Linked DNA regions of Anser cygnoides: all the other regions are linked to region 2. Evidence: chromatin contacts called from public Hi-C data. All regions are on one chromosome and are shown on one strand. Each heading gives the region's core, a stretch centred on a gene start, on an enhancer-like site or on the middle of the called end of the contact. The rest is flanking DNA. Distances are from core to core; before and after follow the strand shown. Region 1 overlaps RAD51B (RAD51 paralog B). Region 2 overlaps RAD51B (RAD51 paralog B). Region 3 overlaps RAD51B (RAD51 paralog B). Region 4 overlaps RAD51B (RAD51 paralog B). Region 5 has its middle 15 kb from the start of ZFP36L1.

Region 1 (2,769 bases), core at 22-2,521, 180 kb before region 2:
CCTGACCATGTAGAAATTGTCTGCTTCTGTGAAGTGTTTTAGGTATTCAGTCCGTGAATAGTCTCTATTTGCCTGCCATTCTGAAGAGCTGGCTTATAAGGGTCTCTATCTCTCCTGTTTTTATGCTTTTTGAAAGCATTATCTCAATGGTTTGGGTGTAAGCTGCTGCTACCCAGAGCTCATCCTGTGAAGCATTGTGCTCAGTCATTGTGCTTCTCTTTTCTGTTTGTGTCTGTGAGATCCTGATGGCATAAGCAGACCATTGCCGCATTTGTAGCTGGAACGGTGCAAGAAATTACCCCCAGTGCTGTTTGTTATTACCACTAAGTTAGCAAACAAATTGCATAAATACCCTTTGGACTATTCACCAGAAAGTCAGCTGGGTTGGCTTAAAAAGCTAATACATGTGAGTTTGTACTGCAGCAGATGCAGAGCTCTTACATCACCTGATATGTTAAATCTGCTGTAGAGGTGTAATAGCCACTGACAGAGGTTAAACTGCTTTCCTTTTTCCAAAAGACAGGATTTGTCTTTGTCCTAATTTAACACTGACCTATGCTATTTCTAGCTTGTGAATGGAGTGTAGAGTAGCACAGAGAAAGCTGCTTCTACTGACATTCATTTCTGTTGGAGTGCACTCATCATATAAAGGGAAAGGTGTTTTTTTCTGGAGTTGTTGGGCAACTCTTATATAATAAGAAAGGGTAGAAATAATTCCCACATAGGAGTTTACCCTGAGTATTTAAAGCCGCGTTATATTTTCAGTTGTAGACAATATTTTTATGGATTAGTAGAATTTAAAAGGTACAGTTTATTTGTTTTTAGATATCTGGAAGAGGGATTATTGCTTTTGTGGCTGAAGTTAAACTGTGATCTGCCCTAGGGAGAATTTGGGTACAAACCAAAGGTTTCATTGGATTTTGTAAGAGACTGGGATGACCTCAGCCTGTTGCTCAGGACAAGCATTGTTGTGCCAGGTGATGTTAGTGATTAGTGAAATAAAAGGAAAGTGTTTGGGTTTTTAATTTTAATTATTTTTTTTTCCCATCTGCTTTATTCTTTGATACATTTTCGTTTGTGGTTTGTCTTCTCAAATTAGTGATGAGGCTACATGTTACTGTATAGTGTGGTAGCAAGCTTTTTTCCTGTGACATTTTGCTCTGAAGTTCAAAATTGAGATAGAATTGCGTTTAAAGAACTCAAATTATTTTTCGCACTTGTGTGCCTAGCAATGGCTCAGCAATAGAAACAACATATGAATTTTTTTCCCCTTTAGTACCTTTTCATCTCTTTTTTTTTTTCTTGTCTGCTACCCTTTCTGCTGAAAAGTCTGATTCTGGAAGGCATCTGGTGGTGATTAGCTTGCAAAATTTGTTTCACTTGGAAGAAAGGACACAATGGAAAGCACAGTGGTCATTTCTTAGTTGGTAAGAAAAAAAAATCTGTCAGTTTATGATACAAGGAAATTACGATTTGAGGAATTTTGAGCACTCAGTCTTAACTTTGTTAACTTACAAATACGCTTCCTTCAACAAATTCAAGACACTTGGCTTGAATATTTCTGGTAACTGCAGTTTGGACTCTCTTCATGAGACTTGATGCAGACCTCTTCCAAGAAATTTTCTTCATCCTCCCTCTTTAGTTTGTTGTTTAAAAAATGTTCTCCTTTCATATTTTGCTTGCTATATTTTGTACCAGTGTTTGAAAGATACTTGTTTTGTCTTTTTTTGGACTTTTTCCTTACAGCATTATCTCCGGTTCTACCTTCTTGCATTAGATACTCATATCTTTGAAGACTCTGCCCTTGTCACTGTCTATTTTGTGGTCAGGTGATATCTTCCCTGTTTACTTCGACTGCTGTTTTGAGGCTGACAGCTTTTAGATCTGGCATGTGCTATTTTGTCTTGAATCTGAAACTGTTCCCAGACCTTGTACTCAGACTGAGTGTAGTCTTTAAATCCTTGTATCTTTTTCCTTTCTGTGGTTTCCTGAGGGGAAGGTAAAGACCTGACAGCATCTGGGAGATTCTTTCTGAGAAACAGCCTGTTTGTGGTTCTCAAATGGAAAATGAACATCTGTCTAAGACTTACGGCATACGAGGCTTGACCTGGCGCCTTCCCAACATTACAGCTGTGTTGATGTGGCATCTCCAAGAGACCTGAAAGAATCTGGGAAACTAAATAGCTACACAAGGGTTAACCTTAGTCATTTGTGATTGAGGCTTAACCTTAGGGATTAACCTTAGTCATTAATGATGAAGGTCATTAACCTCAGTCAAGCAGGAGGAGCTGGAAAGCATGGTACAATGAAAGAACTGTGACCTAACTGCTGTCATAGAAATGTGGTGGGACACATCACATAACTGGAACACTGGAGCAGAGGGCTACAAGATTTTCAGAAGAGAGGTGCAGGGAAAGAGGAGTGGAGGTGTTGCTCTCTGGTAGGGAACGGATTGATTGTGGAGAGATGCTTGTGAGAAACAGCCATGGACAGGTTGAGAACTTGTGGGTAAATGTTAAGGACCAGAGCAATAAAGGACACCTTGTGGTTGGGGTTTGCTACAGGCCACCTGATCAAGGGGAGCCTTTTGATGAGGCCTTCTTGAGTCAGCTACAAGAAGCATCAAGCTCGCACGCGCTCATCCTGATGGGGGACTTCAACCACCCAGGTGTCTACTGGGAAAGTCACCCAGCAGGCTGTAAGCAGTCCAGGAGACTCCTAGAGTATGTAGAGGACAATTTCCTGGTCCAGGTATTAGACAAACCAACC
Region 2 (2,700 bases), core at 83-2,582:
TGGTCACCAGCAGATGGCCAACTGAAGGCCAACTTCTGCATTAGTTCTGGTGCTCATCTAACCCCACAGGGCATCGACTAAAGGAAGTCAGAAGTCTGTACAGACCTGTACTTTGTGGTTGGTTGACTACATCTACAAATTCTGCTGCACTTGGCATGCTGAGAAGTCCTCTCTCTGGATTTCAGGCAGTCTAATAACATCTACAGGAACTCTCTTCTCTACTCAGTCATCTATTTTCACTCATTTTCTGTGACCTCACAGATGTTTGAGGACCCCTACCTTTTTCAGACTTGGCTGAAAGCAATCAATGGCTGAAAAGGTTATATAGACTGGGATACAGAATGTGATTGCAAAAGTGTTGTCTGTGTAGAAAACCAGACTACAAAAGAACATGATAAACAGCATTAGGGGGAAGGCGACACAGCTGTATTATTTGACTCTGCTGACTGCAAACATGATTTTAGCATTTCTTCTTTCAAGCAGTGCCTTAAAGTCCTACTTGCTTCTATTCAACAGGATGTCACAACTTGAACCTGTTTGTTTTAGTTGAGCTGACAAAAGACTGGACTTATAAATGGAGATCTAACTCTCTTTATCTCAGTTCCAGTGCATGCAGAAGAGCTCATAAGGACCTGTTAAACTGATTCTGGCCATTAGAAATGTGATATATGTCCCTGGTCCTTAGCTGACAGTGCCCCACGGGACATAGGGCATTATTTTTGGATAGCTAGCTAAAGGCATCTTCGTCTTATTTACCACTGTTTTCTCTGGCTTGACTCCATTGATATATAATTGGAGGAACAACGAAGAATTGAGATACTGAGCCTGATTTTTCTGACAGACAGACTACCTACAGAACTTTGTGCTGTTGTTGGTTGTTTGGTAATAACATCTGGGACCCCTGTTCAGTATCCAGAGCCCCACAATGTAAGGCGCTGCTTACACGCAAAGAATAAAAAGATGTCCCATGCCCTTTCTGACTTCACATGTGGTTTATGGTTCGTCCAGCAACTCAGTATGTCAAACAACACCAAAACTCATGGCCAACAAAATCATAAACCATTTGAAAACAAACTCAGCTTAAAGAGACCACATGAATCACCGTGTAAATGTTGTTCAGTTGTACACTGGAAACACTCCTGACTTCTGATTGGCATGTTGATGAATTCCTACAACCGACATCATGTGACAAAAGGGCTAACCCAATATCCAGTGTTTCCTAAGTGGTCATAAATGGGATCACACTTCTTTATGAGCTCTCAGAAAGGGAAAATAGATTTTAAATTGCAGTATTGGCAAATAGAAAGGGCAGAAGGGGAAAACCAAGAACATCTCTAGTTACAATAAGTGCCCAAAACCATAGAATGAATACCAGTGCTTTATGAAAGAGTGCTGCAAACAATTTGAGCAGTCCATTTTTCTTACAGAATTTTCTAGCCATAAGCCATTCACTGTAGTTGAACAGTGACCACCAGTCCTTGCCAGCCAAAGAGAAAAAGGGGGAAAAAAACCTTTGTGCTTAAGTTGTTGTGGTCCTTTCCGGGCTTGCAGGAGTTTTGCAAATCAGTGTTCACAATCATTCAGTCATTCATTCTGTATTCAGCAGTGTCCTTGACCATACCCCCTGCCAGTAACAGGACCTTTAAGTCCAAGAGAGGAGAGAAACAACTTTTTTTTTTTTAACCAACTAGCAGAGGATGTGCTGAGCCAAAATAGAAATAGCAAGGTCAGGTCAGGGCAAGGCCCTGCATTTCATTAGCCAGGCCTGGCTAGGAGTGATTAAATATGTACAAGAGGCTTTGAATAGATCCAGGGAGGGAGGATGATATTGTGGAATACAGAAAAATCATTCTTTGGTGCTGTCAACTGACTAAATACAGGATGGTACTTAATTAGAGAGATAAAAGGAATTTATTTTAATTATTTTAATTTTGTAGAAGAGAGAGATTTTATTTTATTTTTCTGCTGAGTGTTTTGTAAGAGAGGGAGAAGAGGATCTGGTCAAAAAGCCTGGCTTAACAGAATCCAGACAGCCTCGAGGTACATGTTGACCTAGCCTGCAGTTCTCATGAATGCAACTTGATCGAGACCCAGTAAAAAGAACAAAATTACACTGGCAATGGAATCAAGGCCCTGTTAAATTTTGGAGGTGCTCCGGGTAGAAACCGATGACCTTCTGAGCACATTGGACTGCCTGTTTCATTAGACATGTTAGAAAGAATTTGAAAAGAATGGAGCTTTGAAGCAGAATAAAGTACTGTGTCAAGTGGTGCTTTGGCTGCCCAGCTTGAATTTGCTATTGGGATTGCCTGACTTAACTGACATTTTATAGCTGTATTGTAATTCTTGTATGACAATTGCATTGTTGCATAGGCACCTAGGCACTGAATGCACACTGTTTGCAGTCCTTTTCCATAGAAACTAGCTGCCCAGCTGGTAGAAATGACAATGCATTTACGTTTGTCCAGAGCACTAACAATAATGTCTTTGCAGAACTTCCAAGGGCTCTTTTCTTAAACCAGGTGTAGGAATTTGGATCTCAACTTTATACCTCTTCTGGGAGATGATTCCTCCAATGGCACGGCACTCCTTACTCTTGTGTTGGAAGGTCGGCTCAGAACCAGCTAGGAATTTCTGTATGCTCACTTTTGCATGAATCTAACTTAAAAACCGTGAAAGACTAAATGTAGTTATATTTAA
Region 3 (2,700 bases), core at 43-2,542, 250 kb before region 2:
CATTTTGATAAGAGGACATATTTTCTAGTAGCCAGACACTGAACTAGAAGTCATTTGGATTATTTTCTTAGCTGTGTTGCCTGGTACCTCCCCTGGCCCAAGTTTAACTTGCAAAGGAAAAAGAAGCTTTAATGAAAAGGTCTGTGGATGAAGGATTCTATTTGTGGCAAATATTGTTTGCTCACTAACTGAAGTAAGTACAATATTCTTATTCTAACTTCCAATGAACCATCCTATAACAGCTTTGTGTATTTTATTTTGCACAAAGGTGGTGGGCTGTGTGTTTGCACAGTGTCTCTTTGAATTCGCTTTTGACTATGACTGTTTGCTATTGCTTATGGAAAAAGATACAATAACAAATATAGGTGCAATAATGGAGAAGTTTATTGCTGCATGTTATAAGCAAAATTCCCTACTTTAGGCTTTTGCAAATTTCCTACTTTAGGCTTTTGCATAGCTGGTTTTGTTTTAAAAGAACTTCAATATTCACTTTGAGACTAAATATACTAAAACTTCAGCTATTCACTTCTGTTAGGCAGAATGCTTTGATAGCTGAAATGTGCTCTGATATTTGTGATTTTTTTTTGGTTATACGAACCTTTTGAAATTTCTATTGACACAACTGGGAATTGGCTGTACTAGATCTTTTTCTGGCAGTTGGCGAAGCCTTTCTCCCAGAGCAACAACCGCAAGGTGGTGCCTTTTCATCACCTGAAAGGGGAAAGAACTCTGTTTCACAAAATTCATGTTGGCTTTTGGCCTGTTGCTTGGCAGAAATGGGGAGCTCGGATACTGAAGTGACAATGTTGATTGTTTTCTCCCTGGATACATGAACACTATTGTTCTCCATTCTTTCCAGCCCTTATGATTGGAAACCGTTAGATTGTAATGCTCAAAAGTTCAGAACTCTAAGTGAAAGATAATTTCCTATAAATCAAACTTGAGTCATGTTGGCAAAATCATGAAAAGATTGGCTGGAGAGTACTCAAGTTGTGCAGGCCAGGGAGGATGGATACTGCCAGAGCATCCTGTGAAACCAGACCTAGATCTGCAACTGCTTTTACCTATTAGGCTTAGGCCAGTTTGGTGGGACTATGCAAGAGCCTGGAAATGGAAGAAAGGGAAGTGCTTTAGGCAAGTGGTGTGCAGTTTGGGGGAATGCTGGTAAGGGGGAACTGGCGTGGCGTTGATGATTCTTTTTAGTTGCATCACAGCTCACCTTTGCATGCTCAGCTCAGTTAAAGATGAGACAGTTGGAAACTGGTCTGAAATTTTACTCTATTGCTGAATAAGACCTGAGAACAGAAGTATATAAAGAAATAGTTTTTCACATGACCTATATGTAATTCCCAGCTGTGAGCCCTCTGGCAGTGAGCGTGAAATCCAAAACACAGCTGATAGGGGAAAGGGTTGTTGTCAGCTCACACTGAACACTTGAATATTCATAGTGTGGTGCTTTTACAAACAGACATTGAAGTACATCAGGGCAATTTGCTCTTGAGGTCTGTGCAGAACCTCTTCCTAGCAGTGTACGTTTTCACATACAGTGACAATCAGTGTTGAAGGAGAACCAGGTGCGTGCCATACTGTACTAGTTTTCCTCCAAAATAGCAATTCCTCGACCCCTTTCATACCTCTTTGCCAAATTTCCTGCTGTAAATTGGTTTTATGTTTGCCTGTGTGTACCCTGTGACCCCTTCAGAACATTTGTGGTATTTTAAACCCTGCATTGTGTGCATGAAACAGTGTTTAGTTTGGATATGAAGTTTGATTTAATCACACATGCTGGTTGTGGTGTTTATTTTGGAACCAATAAGTGGGAGGCACCATTTTATGTTTTATTAGTCTGGATGAATTCTCCTTGTTACTTGATAACCACGTCTAAGCTTGAACTAAAAATTCATGTTCAAAGGAATGCTGAAACATGGATGGCATTTGAATACAGACTCTTGTCCACTCTGGGTTTGGATTCTGCTGGAAAACACTTTGGGTGTTTGTGGTTCGCTGTAGTGATAGTGATGGAGTGGCTGTTCTGATTTTAGAGGATTGTGCGTTATTCCTCCCTATATGCCAGCGGAGCTGGAGAGGGAGCCGTTTTGGAAAGAGCAATGCTCACATTAGAGGAGAGGCCTTTTCCGTTTGTTTTGTGCATTGTTGCAGGCGAGCGGAGCTGTGTTTGCAGAGCGAGGTTATAGATCTGTGGCCCCAGCCTTGTTTCGTTTGCTTCCCACATGGCTGCATTTACAGCAGAGTGAGTATTAGAAACTGATTTGCTGCCTTCCCTCCCACCCCCCCCAACATGCCAGCAAAACTGCTCCCATGGTCTGCAGTTAATAATGCATGTGGTAGTAATTCTGGCCCCAAAATCTTACCTTTTGATGAGTGTTGAGGGGCTGGAGAAAAAAAAAAAGGTGGTGAATTTCCATGAGTCCTGTTTAATAGAATGTGATGGAAAAAGAGATTAACAGAGCCAAAAGGAATCCACCAGCAAACTTTACAGCATTGCAAGGACACCTGTCTCTTCATTTTTTTGAACATTGAAGCAAAGTAATTTCGATGCATAGCTCTGTATGTCATGAAATGGCAGATATTATGAGATCTAAAGATGTGTGTTATGCATCTAGCTCCCAGCTGTATTTTTCCTGTAATATTCTACTTGTGTTCTTCAATAAGAGACTTTCATTCAAGGGAACTGTTGGA
Region 4 (2,700 bases), core at 79-2,578, 140 kb before region 2:
ATTTGTGGTTCTAGATCCTCCGCACTAGTCAAAACCACTTCATAATTTGAGGTGATGATAACTGCCAGGAGTTCTTACGTTATAAATTCAGCCTTCCTTAAAGTCTCTAAGGAAACTCTTTCATCAGGGTCAGCTGTTAAAGAGGAGGATAAAGGCCCAGTTTAACTATAATCACTACCACTGGTTGCTTACTGTTTGTTTTTTGTTTTTCTCCCCCCCCCCCCCCCCCCCCCCCCCCGGTAGACTGGACTGGCCACATTGACCAGTGTTATGGATGAAGAGTTGTGTGCTCTAAGACACCCATTGATACTTCCAATCTGCTTTTAAGCCCCATTTTCTCCACCTTTTGAGAGCTGTAAAGAGGGAGACTGCGAAGTGTGTAGGAGTCTGTATTTTGAATCTGTTTAAGATGATGATCCCTGGCAATTTCAAATGCAATTGTAAAGAGATTTGCTGAATAAACAGCACAACTGTAATTCAGTTTAGCCAATGTGAAGCACACAAGGAAGAAGCAAAGAAAGGGGGGGCAAGGAAGAGGCTTTGTTTTCCTAAGTTTAAATCAGGAGTCTAATCTTATCAGTGACTGTTTACTTCGCTCAGCCAAAACACAATAAACTATAATCGTTCAGATCGCTGGTTATTGCCAGGTGATGGGGACACAGAAATTGCTATCACCTAGTTGCCCTTTCATATTCATGTGATGTGAGTTGGAGATCTTGGACCTTACTAGCTTGGTGAAAGTTGCAAGCGCCGTCATTTACTCAGCACTTGAAGACATGATGTTTACGGACAATGAACTCAGCCAGAGGTAGTTTGGCAGCCCTGTGATAAGGGAGCATGGAAAAGATTATTTTGCCCTGTCCCTTCAATAATTAATCTCTGTACTGAAGCTCTCATTGTTTAAGGCCATAGCAATAGCAGCATTTGGAAACAATACATTTTGTTTAAAACTGGACAGAGTGCCATGGATAAGGTGTGCGTGTAAGTATGTAAATGTTTTCAACATTCAAATGCATATTGCAAAATAGATAAATACACAACAGATAAAATGAAGGGGGATTGTAAGTAAGAACTCTCACTACTGCAAACATATTACTGTAGCAAAGGAGACCTTTCTTTTTTAATTAAGGGACAGCAAATACTTTCCAGCTGTATTTACTTGTGCCTGTGTTTTGCTTTGTTTCACCCACGTTTTCCCAGTAGAGTGAGTAGCTGAATGTCAGCCCTCAAAACGGTTGACTTTGTTCACCTCTTTCTTTTCCCTTTAAATAACACAATGCTCCATAGCACCGTTGCTGTTTAAGATACAGAAACTAACTCTAAAATCTACCAGCTTTTCAGTGCCAGGCTTCTTTTAAAGCATTAATGCTTTAAAATTAGTATCCTACTGCTATATGATTTGCACGGATGAGCAACTAGAACGGCAACTAGCATCCTTGCTTTCTGTAATTGTCCAAAGCTGTGCCTTACTTCACCTGAACCTCCAGAAGGTGTGGGAGTGAGGTAGCAGCAGCTTCCTTTGTTTTATTTCTGCTAAGCTAGGCAGTGGAGGCTGGTGCAAGGCACCTCTTTATTGCAAGAAAAGTCTTTCTCATTCACTGCAATTGCATGCTGGTTTCCTCCATACCAGGTCAGTATCAGCAGTGTTATGCAGGTAGATGTGGGTTGGCTTTGCTTCCACTTTGAACCTGAGCAGAGGCACTGTGTGGTAGCTTGGTCCTGGCATTGCGCTGATGCAGTTTCCCTTCTGCTTGGACCACAGCGAGGTTGTTTGCCTGCCAAAGGTCATAAAGCTGTACCCGTAGGTCTCTCAAGCTGAATATAGTATCAAAGACCAATAGTCATTCTGTCTGTCTGTCTACTGCTATCATCGCAACATTGAGAGAGAAATAACAAGCATCCTAGTACTGTTGGCCTGTGGAAAGCCCCAACTTTCCAAACGCAACCTTTGCTTCACAGAGCTTTTACTTAGAGCAGTTTTCTCACAGCTTTTAAACCTCTTCATGTTGATTAATCATTTTCGTGTCCTGACTCATTCAATCTTAAGGAAATAGCTTCAGGTTCTGGCTGCGTTGCGCTGTAGATCAGGCAGGCTGGATAATAAATAGGCTTGTTGTTGATGTGTAGAGGGGTGGAAGCACTGCCAGGAGTGTCTAAGCATGCCGTGCTGAGATGTTGGCAGACTGTTGCCAGGGGCTGCTGTGGATCAGCCATGTATTCAAAACAGGATGTTAATTGAAAAGCCTTTTTATATGTATTATGAAATGTTTGTTTGTTTTCACATTTTTCAGGCCCTGCAAGATGTATTCATTATTAGGTTACTCCATTTACTCTTACTTTAATGACTCCACTTAAAGAAAGGTGCATAATGCGCAAGTTACATAGCTACATCACCTCAGGCTGTGATTTTTGTCACAATTCAGGAGTTAAGTAAGGTTGAGGCTGGTCAGTAAATGGATAGGCAACCCCACTAATCCAACGGTTGTGTGTGTGGGTAACACCACATGTTTCGGGAGCAGTTGTTGGCAGTTTGGTTATAGGCGTGCTTCCCTCTGAGTCAGTGTCTCCCAGGGTAAAAGATTACTGCTGGAAAGGGCACGTGATATCAATGAGATGCAAAACCAGGATTTCAACATCTTATACTCTCTAAAGCACTCCTTTTTTCTTTTTCTCTTTTTTTTTTAATATCTGCGTGTTCCA
Region 5 (2,700 bases), core at 107-2,606, 160 kb after region 2:
TTAAAGGGACCCGGCCAAGGCCCAGAATTTGACCTACGCCTTTTTGGTTAGATCTTTTTCCACACTCCATGTCAGTCCTCACAGGACTTTTTTGCACTTCACTGTGTTTTGTGTTAAACGAACAAGGTATAAACCCCGCAAAGCAGAAGGCCCAGCCCAAAGCCAGGGATGCTCAGAGCAGCCTTCATGAGCTCCCTACAATAACGCAAGAACGCACAGCGTGCTCGTGAGGGCAGCCTTAATATAACTGACGGGTACATGGCAGTCGGGTCCTGGCAATGTTGCAAAACACAGTGCCTGAGTTTCAGGAGTTCCAGATGGGGAAGACAGCTGTGCCAGCTGTGAGACTGTGAGAGGCAAATAAAACAACTAGCTGAGAAGGAGTTACAAATTCAGGACAAACGCCCAGGCAGCACCCCGCCTTCTTCTCGTAAGATGCATATAGCCAACACCCCGTTGCAATGGTAATCAGGGCCCTGGATAACATGGGGTTTGTTTGCTGCTAATATTGCCATTGTACCTACCCTAGCCGCAGATCTCTGCTCCAGACCTACGCCACCAAGACTGCAAGTTAGAGCTCTGCTGGCCGAAAGCTTTCTGAATGGGAACAGAGAGCGATCCGCCCTATCTCTACAAGTTCTAGCTCAGCAATGTGTGCTACGCCCATTCATCTGAATGCAGAATTAGCTCTGAAACTAATGATAAGGCTTTAAACGCCATTGCACAGCTAATTTATTTCCCCACTGTCCCAAAGTGCTTCCCAGGTGCTGAAAAGCTTGGCTGCAAAAATCTCCATAGCCTCTGCTGACAACCTCCACAGCGCTGCTCTGCATTGCAACACCTTTCCCATCACCGCAGGCCCGAGTGCTTTGAGCAGCAACGTAGTTAGCCACGGTGAGGGTGGTCGCTCTCCTCGAGGCACAGCTCGGGGAGCCGAGGCCCGGCAAGGCGACGTGCCCGCTCCCCAGGCTTGGATGGGAAGTGTGCACCCAGCTGATGCCTCCCGTTTTCCACGCGTCTGTTCCCTCCTCAGAGTTAATTTAGCAATTTTCTTTGCCTTGATGTCAGTGGCGTTACATAAGTCTAAACTAGGTGTGAGATCACAATACAACACATCGATTATACAAGGAGGCACAAGGTCATAACCACCCTTTGGACAGAGGGAGGACGTGTGTATACACACACATAAACACACCTAGGTGGATATATATATAAACACACACGTGTGCCCACAGCGTTTCCATTTGGAGGTGTGCCATGCATGGCACATGTCTGTTGGGGCAGAAAAACATCGCTGCCTGTGTTTCTGCATCAGAATCTTTTGTTTTTTTCTCTTGGGCTTTGGAGTTACTTCTGTTTTACAAAAATAGCACCACTCAGGGCAGTCTTCCTGATAGGTGGAATAATTTCCCCTTGAGAAGGAACTGGTGGAAATCCCCTCTCTTGAGACATTTTAACTCTGCCAAAAATGTAGAATGGGAGTGACTGCTTTAACTAGCGAGCTGACTTGGATGAGCTAATGGGTTTTTCCATCACTAGTGTCTAGTTCCAGGGATTTCCATGAATTGCTGTCAGGACAGAAGAAGGCAGCAGATTGCAACTGTGGGATCTGCTGTTTCAGCTCCACTGACACGTCATTCCCTCAGGACACCCAGTGACCTGGTTAATCTAGTTCTTTGCTTCTGACTTCTCCTCGTAAATGATTTATCAACTGGCATGGATCCCTGTTTGCTTAAGGAGGCGTGTGACGACCTCTAGCAGACTGGCTGCTCAAAGCCACGGGCTGCGTTTGGCACCCGAATGCTGGTCCCAGCTTGTGACCCTTGGCACGGGGCGCAGAGGGACAGGGCTGCAGCAGAGGCCGGAGGGGAGGGCAGCTGCGGGGGACTGTGGGTGATGTTTACATGGCTGTCTGGAGAGCGCCGTGACTAAGCTGCCGGCTCGACAGCGAGAGCGCCTGCCCAGGACCTGCCTCGGCCCGCTCTGACCCGCGTGGTATGAAGGCGCTGGTGGGCAGAGGGCCGGCTCACTGCTGCGTACGGGCTGCGGGGTGCTGCCCGCGGAAGCGTCAGCGGTACCAGAGCCAGCCTTGAGGTCCGTGTGCTCCATGGAGAAAGTAACGTCACCGTCCTCCGCCTTGACCATTCCCACAGAGAGATCTGCATCGGCGGTGGTGACATCAGTGTCATGTCTGAAGCAGATGTGGCTCTGGAGGTCTTCATCACGCACATATGTAGGTCTCTGCGCATGTCACCACGTGCGAAACGCTGCCGTAAGAAAAAGATGGTGCAGATCTAAACTCACTCGCTCAGAAGCCAGGGAGTGAGGGTGAAGATAATTCCTGCAAGACTTACATCCTACCTTTGTACCAGGGCTAAAGGAGCGCAGAAGGAGATCGGATATCACAAATTGGGCACCCTTCTGAAAAACTGTCTATGGGCAACTCCCTGCCTTCCCTCCAGGCCAGTTATTGCTGCTTCCTGCTCTGATTGTTTCAAATCCGGTTATCTTGAGTTATGCCTGTTCTGGCAAATACGGCGCAGCAGAGGGGAGGTTCTGTTCCAGTCGATGCTGTATGCATGTCACAGATCACAGAGATTAGCATGGGAGGAATCGCTGAGATGAGCTGCTTGAGGCAGATAGTGGGAAGCTTACAACAGAGCTGTGTAACAGAGTCATAAAACTGTTGAACGAAATCTT

Evidence for each region. A called contact is a pair of places that touch in the nucleus more often than the background predicts.
Region 1: a Hi-C map of liver shows a contact between it and region 2, with 3 times the contacts expected there. The contact joins two enhancer-like sites. A contact is called at or near these places in 2 of 7 Hi-C or Micro-C datasets (both in liver).
Region 3: a Hi-C map of liver shows a contact between it and region 2, with 4 times the contacts expected there. The contact joins two enhancer-like sites. A contact is called at or near these places in 2 of 7 Hi-C or Micro-C datasets (both in liver).
Region 4: a contact with region 2 is called in a Hi-C map of liver, with 2.6 times the contacts expected there. The contact joins two enhancer-like sites. A contact is called at or near these places in 4 of 7 Hi-C or Micro-C datasets (granulosa cells and liver).
Region 5: a Hi-C map of liver shows a contact between it and region 2, with 2.7 times the contacts expected there. The contact joins two enhancer-like sites. A contact is called at or near these places in 3 of 7 Hi-C or Micro-C datasets (all in liver).

What each region holds. Positions count from the first base shown.
Region 1 is chr5:28,967,705-28,970,473 of Taihu_goose_T2T_genome, forward strand. All of the region lies in intron 7 of RAD51B (RAD51 paralog B), which reads left to right. Among named protein-coding and RNA genes, the nearest start is that of RAD51B, 100 kb to the left of the region's middle. Within about 2 kb of position 1,272, at least 2 of the 3 cell types and tissues checked have open chromatin away from gene starts, as enhancers often do. A contact at or near this core is called in liver, where this site is marked.
Region 2 is chr5:29,148,524-29,151,223 of Taihu_goose_T2T_genome, forward strand. The region is part of intron 10 of RAD51B (RAD51 paralog B); the gene reads left to right. Among named protein-coding and RNA genes, the nearest start is that of ZFP36L1, 150 kb to the right of the region's middle. Within about 2 kb of position 1,333, at least 1 of the 3 cell types and tissues checked has open chromatin away from gene starts, as enhancers often do. A contact at or near this core is called in liver, where this site is marked.
Region 3 is chr5:28,896,924-28,899,623 of Taihu_goose_T2T_genome, forward strand. The region is part of intron 7 of RAD51B (RAD51 paralog B); the gene reads left to right. Among named protein-coding and RNA genes, the nearest start is that of RAD51B, 33 kb to the left of the region's middle. Within about 2 kb of position 1,293, at least 2 of the 3 cell types and tissues checked have open chromatin away from gene starts, as enhancers often do. A contact at or near this core is called in liver, where this site is marked.
Region 4 is chr5:29,010,998-29,013,697 of Taihu_goose_T2T_genome, forward strand. All of the region lies in intron 7 of RAD51B (RAD51 paralog B), which reads left to right. Among named protein-coding and RNA genes, the nearest start is that of RAD51B, 150 kb to the left of the region's middle. Within about 2 kb of position 1,329, at least 1 of the 3 cell types and tissues checked has open chromatin away from gene starts, as enhancers often do. A contact at or near this core is called in liver, where this site is marked.
Region 5 is chr5:29,312,620-29,315,319 of Taihu_goose_T2T_genome, forward strand. No RefSeq gene overlaps it. Among named protein-coding and RNA genes, the nearest start is that of ZFP36L1, 15 kb to the left of the region's middle. Within about 2 kb of position 1,357, at least 3 of the 3 cell types and tissues checked have open chromatin away from gene starts, as enhancers often do. A contact at or near this core is called in liver, where this site is marked.